Linked DNA regions of Mus musculus: region 2 is linked to region 1. A link is a contact called in public ChIA-PET data. All regions are on one chromosome and are shown on one strand. The core of a region is the stretch at or near the end of the contact, and the rest is flanking DNA. Distances in the headings are between cores, read along the strand shown. Region 1 holds the start of Mplkip (M-phase specific PLK1 intereacting protein). Region 2 overlaps Cdk13 (cyclin-dependent kinase 13).

What was found. ChIA-PET counts read pairs in DNA pulled down with a chosen protein or histone mark.
Region 2: an RNA polymerase II ChIA-PET map of memory CD8 T cells shows a contact between it and region 1, with 190 read pairs. The contact joins the enhancer-like site here to the promoter of Mplkip in region 1. A contact is called at or near these places in 1 of 484 Hi-C or Micro-C datasets (pre-pro-B cells), 5 of 115 datasets of contacts at active chromatin or transcription factors (effector CD8 T cells, embryonic stem cells, extraembryonic endoderm stem cells and 1 more) and 3 of 9 other capture datasets (adipose tissue, liver and pancreatic islet).

What each region holds. Positions count from the first base shown.
Region 1 is chr13:17,693,990-17,697,068 of GRCm38.p6, forward strand. Mplkip (M-phase specific PLK1 intereacting protein) reads left to right here and starts at 1,424. Exons shown (of 2, transcript NM_025479.6): 1 at 1,424-1,831; 2 at 2,853-3,079. The coding sequence starts at 1,496. The coding sequence ends at 3,053. Sugct (succinyl-CoA glutarate-CoA transferase) reads right to left here and starts at 776. Exons shown (of 14, transcript NM_138654.3): 1 at 650-776. The coding sequence starts at 743.
Region 2 is chr13:17,766,602-17,769,588 of GRCm38.p6, forward strand. Cdk13 (cyclin-dependent kinase 13) reads right to left here. Exons shown (of 14, transcript NM_027118.1): 3 at 1-5. Among named protein-coding and RNA genes, the nearest start is that of Mir466i, 21 kb to the left of the region's middle. Within about 2 kb of position 1,595, at least 5 of the 459 cell types and tissues checked have an H3K27ac peak or open chromatin away from gene starts, as enhancers often do. A contact at or near this core is called in memory CD8 T cells, where this site is marked.

The sequences.
Region 1 (3,079 bases), core at 174-2,673:
CACAACCACAATTTTCTCCAGTTCCAGGAAATCTGATTCTTTTTTGATCTCCAAAGGCATCAGGTACGTTAAATGGTGCATGTGCATACACGCAAACAATACACTCACACACACAAAAATCTAAACCAATAACCCCCTCACATATCCACGGTCTAATGTGATGAGTCCTAAAATCCCAAGTTGATTTTAGTATCTGAAGGAGTTAGGGAAAGACCACAAAACTCTTCTACAGGAATGTCTAAGACAGGTATCTTATGCAGAAGATAGCATTTTTTAATTATCCCGTTTCTTTATAATTACAAGATTTTTAAGTTTGGGGTATGTTTTCGTGGGTTTTTTTTTCCCCTTTAAATTTCTGTTTCTACTTCCTAACCTCGTCAACTTCCATTTTACAAGAACGTAAACGCAGGGTTCAAGTCCAGCATTAATTACTACAGGCTCGCTTAAGTTTTCAAGGCAGCAGTCTGCTTTCTAAAACTCAGCTTTTGGCGGGAGGTGCTGTTTCCTAAGTTACCAAACCTTGGGGGATTAGAAGCCAGGGGTGGAAAAGAGAAGCAGGGCACGACCATGGCCATGAGCCCTGCGACAGGAGCCCCCGAGGCGCGAGCGCTCCCCTCAGGGAGCCCGAGCGCTCAGTGTCAGTAGGTACCTGACTGCGGGCGGCCGGTCCACAGCCCCCTCCCGCCGGCCAGGCCTCGGCCGGGTCTCCGAAAAGCCACCGCCCTGGCCAGCATCCACAGCATCGCCCCTCAACCCCAGCGAGAGCGCCCCGCGACCTCCCTCCTTGACCTTAGGCCCCCTCAGCCCCGCCCCCCCAGCCAGCCCGGCCCCGCCGCCAGCCCCGCCCCCTCCGCAAAGACCCTCCCCCTGGTCGCCCTCGCACTCTTCCCCGCCCACCACGCCCTCCGCTTCCGCCCAGGCCTCCACCTCAGTCTCACTCGGCCCCGCCCCCTTGGACGATCCTGTTCAACCGAGTCTCTCGCCTCACACCCTTCGGCCCCGCCTCTTGGCTCATGGCCCCGCCCCCGAATCCGGCTGACGCTTCACTCCTTGCTTCCCGGAAGCCTCCAAGACGGATGGCCCTACCCCTCTGATCCGCCCTCTTCGGAACCCGCACGCCCCTCTCCCACCCTCACAGCCAATAAGGCCTGATGATCGGTTTCCTCTCTTCCGCTTCCGTCTTCGTGTACTGGGGGTCTCCGGGAAGACCGTTGACGACTGTGCTCGTGCTGCGGCCGGAGATTTAGTTTCCCCTTTACAGTCTTTCCTCCTCTCAGACACGCCCACCATTCTTCCATTGAGTGACCTGTTTACCTGCCCTCTTGCAGAAACTTGGTGAGATCGGAACCTTTGTGCAGCCGGAACTAAGGTGCGGTAGTCCGCTGGGAGCCGGAAGGGTGTATAAATAGAGGAATACCAGTTTCCTTCTGGCGGTTGATCGCAGAGGTTCCGGTGAGGCGTTCGGCGTGTGAGCTCTGCGGCTTCGTTTCCTGATATGCACCGACCGAATTTTCGACCCCCAACTCCTCCGTACCCCAGCCCGGGGATAGGAGGTTGGGGTGGCGGAAATAACTTCCGGGGTGCCCTGGGCGGGGGGCCGCGGCCGCCCTCCCCGCGGGACGGGTACGGGAGTCCGCACCACACTCCGCCCTGCGGGCCCCGGGCTAGGCCGTACGGGAGCAGCCAGTCTCCGCGGCACGGCGGCAACTTCTCGGGGGCCCGCTTCGGGTCTCCGTCCCCGGGCGGCTACCCAGGCTCCTACTCCAGGTCCCCCGCGGGGTCCCAGCATCAGTTCGGCTACTCCCCAGGGCAGCAGCAGACCTACCCCCAGGTAAAGACAATAGCTAGCGTTTGCCGAACTCTTCCTGTGATGGCAGACGTGATACGAAACATTCCCTTTCCGTGGATTGTTTAATCCTCCGATACTACGTTGGCCCAGTTTTGCAGATGAGTAACCTGAGGCGTAAAGAAATTATCTAAGACTACCATAAGTGGCGGAGCTCTAGTTCTCTGTCCACAGAAACTGCTCTCAGCCAGCATACCACATTCGTATACAAACTTCTTTAATCCTCCATTTCTTCTCCCACCCACCCCCAGAGGTTTTTATTTGGTTTTGGGTTTTTTGTCATTTATTTCAGTGAATTGTCCTGGATTCCTAGGGGGAGGACAGTAAATGATTCCCTATTGTGTAGTATGGCACCTCTAGACTGTAGTCTACTGCCATTTTCCTACAGATGTCCCTCCCTTGTTTTTGCATCCTTGCTTTTTTTAAAAGAAACAATTATTTTATTTCGAGCCATATTTATACCTACTCAAAGTTCTCTTGAAGGAAAAATAGAAAATTTGAAATTGAGGAAACTTCCCCTCTTCTCCATGAGTGAATACAAGACAGGAAGTAGCTAACAACTTGTATCTCGGTGGTTTTGCAAAATTGAATATGCTCACCCATATGAATCCTTATGAGTTGGAGTTAATAAGAATAGAAAATTTTCATGCAATATAAAAGTTCTAGAAATTTGAAGCCTATCAGGTTAAAAAGTAAGTTTCCAAGAAGTGAATACAGTGAACCACTGCTTGTACTGGGTTTATTTGTATTTAATAGCTGCAGGGTTGGTTATCACATTAGAAACTGAAAGGTTTTAAGATGATAGCAGACATTTCTAAAAGAGAAATATACAATTGGTTTTAGTAATTTTTAAAAGCACTAGATTAAAGAAATTTGCAACTGAATATATTGGGTTTCAATTGACAACTTTTAATGTGATTCCCCACTAATATTAAACTAGAGGAGAAAGTACCAGTTATCTCTTACTAGATGTTTTTATTTTTAACTGATGATTTTTTTCCTAAAGGGTTCTCCAAGGACATCTACACCATTTGGATCAGGGCGTGGTAGAGAAAAAAGAATGTCTAATGAGTTGGAAAGTTATTTTAAGCCTTCAATGCTTGAAGACCCTTGGGCTGGCCTAGAACCAGTGTCTGTAGTGGATATAAGCCAACAGTACAGCAATACGCAAACATTCACAGGCAAAAAAGGAAGATACTTTTCTTAATATTTCTGAAATTCACCTGGAAGCTT
Region 2 (2,987 bases), core at 345-2,844, 73 kb after region 1:
TTAAGCTAAAGAAAAAAAAGGGGGAGGGGTGTAAGTCATATCAACCATAAGTAATTGATTACACGATAAAACTATGGTCATATTTAAAATTTAAGCAGCATGCAAAGGCATATGTCATACTTCAAGTCCATCTAAACAGATTATTATCCTTCAACCACGAAGTAAAAAAAAAAAAGAAAGAAAGAAAAAGGTGACACAAAATTAAGTAAAAACCATAGAAATCTATAGAGTAGACCTTAATTAATAGTAGTATATGAATACTGACTAAATGTAATAAGTGCAAGACAAATGTGGATTCAATATCTTTTTATCTTTGCAAATCTGAAACTATTTTTTAAAAATAAAGTCTAGGAAGCTGGGAAGATGGTGTTGTGGTGCTAGTCATTCAAGTGTAAGAACCTGGATTCAAATCTCAAAAATCCACATAAAGCTGGGCACAGCAGCACAGTCTACAATCTCAGTAACCCTCATCTGAGGGGAGGGGAGGAGGCAGGAGAATCCCTGAAAGCTCATTGGCCAGCTACCCTGGTGTTTATATTGGAGTAACAAAGTGAAGTTGCCTAAAACAAGGTCAGAAGCAACATTCAAGGTTGCCCTTAGAGCCTATACCAGCAGTATTGCATGCACATACAATACACACAAACAAATAACAAAGTTTAAACTTAAAAAAAATAAGCTCTAACTTTCAAAATTATGAATTAAAAAGAAAGAATCAAATCAATATGCTTTGCAAGAAACCTCATAATTTTGTAGTATTTGATTATGACAAGGAGACAATGATGCCTTCTTTTTAGCAAATAAAATCACAAACTACAATTAGCACACGATTCTCTTGCCCATTTACATAACCAAAACCAATGAATTCACTTTTAGTCTCAGCACTTGGGATGTACAGGCTGGTGGATGGAACTCTGAATTTGAGGCCAGTCTGGTTCCAGAACTACATAGTAAGACCTTGCTTTTAAAAGAAAAAAGTTGCCGGGTGTGGTGGCACACACCTTTAATCCCAGCACTCGGGAGGCAGAGACAGGCGGATTTCTGAGTTGGAGGCCAGCTTGGTCTACCAAGTGAGTTCCAGGACAGCCAGGGCTACACAGAGAAACCCTGTCTCGAAAAACAAAAAAAACAAACAAAAAAAAGTTGTTTCTCAGCTGTTCCAGCTGCCCTGCCTTTACTCTGCCATCAGGAATGCTAACCCTCCATAATAGAATTACAAGTGAATTAAAGGCCTGGTTAGTTCTATACTTTTTTTTTTTAATTTCCAGAGTTATAATTTTCAAATTGTATCTGAAGTTGTAATTGATAATTTAAATTTTCCCAATACAAAAAAAAAAAAAATCTGTTACCCAAGAGAACCTTTTAATGATAAAAACAGAGAATTTATTACATAAATATTCAGACCAGGGTTTTGTTGTTGCTGTTGGTTTTGTTTTCTTTTCTTTTATTTTGCTTTTCAAGAAAAGCTGTACAACACTGGGGTCAGATTTTTGAAGGAAGGGCTATGGTTGAAGTTTGGAGTTCAGTAGTAGGAGGATGGCCCAGCATGTACAACTCTTGAGTTAAACCCCAAAACCACTAAACAAAACAGAAAAATAAACCACTTCACTTTCATACCACTTAAGTTCCCCTTTAATAGAAATTAAGAGTGAGTGTCAGTATACCAGGTATCTAGAGGATAAAACACAAACACTAAAGTACCAGCAAAGAAATAATATGTTGACAGACAACAAAGTACACAGAAACACAGATATTCCTTAAGAGTTTTCAAATTAGTCAAACTCTGGTAGCAACACTGCTACAAGGAAGAAGGTGGCAAACCAGACCATCTCTTTCTTCTTCCTGTAACAACCTAAACCAATTTCTGTGAGAAAATCTTTTGAGTTCACCTTTTATAAATTTTATAAGCTAAGATTATAAAGGGAAAAAAGTGATTTGACTAGAAAAATAGAAAATATCCATAGCAAGTTAAAAACAAAAATAGGTATAAGGCATAGTGGTGTAAGCTTTTAATTCCAACACTCAGGAGGCAAAGACAGATGGATATCTAGTTTAAGGCCAGCCTGATCTAATAGCAAACTCTAGGCCAGCTAGATATTTCTCAAAAAGTGAAAAAAACAAAACAAAACAAAACAAACAACAAACAAACACACCCCAAGAACAAATATCAAAGAAAAACAAGAGTCTGAACTACAAAGATCAAAAGTCCTAGTGAGAAAATTCTACTATAAAAGGGAAGAACTGAAGGCTCTGAGCCACACAACACACCAAGTGCCGGTCCCATTAGCAACCAAATAAGCACAAAACCTAACAATGTAACTTCAAGACTATAAAAATTCAAAGTGTTAAAATCTATTACTGTTAAGATGATTCCATACCCAAAAAGGAGAGCTCATGGTGGCTCAGGCCTTTAACCCCAGCACTCTGGAGATTCAGTAGGCAGAGACAGGTAGATGCTAATCTTGTCTACAAAATGAATTCCAAGAAAGCCAGATACACAGAGAAACCACGTCTCAAAAAAAAAACAACAACAAAAGATGATTCCATAACATTTCAGAATATAAACTAGCATGGCCTTATTAGGATACAATTTGTTGCTTTCATTTCTAAAGTTTTAAATGGGTATAATTTGTCATATTCTATCTTAACCAAGTGTCTATATACATTAGTAGTAAAAAGTATGATGTACTGATTGTTATAGATAAGCATATTGAACCTATCAAGATTAACATGGAAATATCTTCAACAAGTAAATGAAAAAAAAAAAGGAAAGGAATACCATGATCCTAATTCATTTTAAATAAAACAATCATGTTTTTTGTAAAAACACAATGGTAACAGAAGAAACAGTTTGTTGCAGTTCTAAGAAAAGGATTCAAAGTGAGTATGGCATAGACTATTTGGCTAAGACTCCAACCAAGTAAAAAGGTGAAAGATTTAGCTTAGAGGAACCTCTGATCTGATAATGTAGGAAGAGCCCTACAATTAAG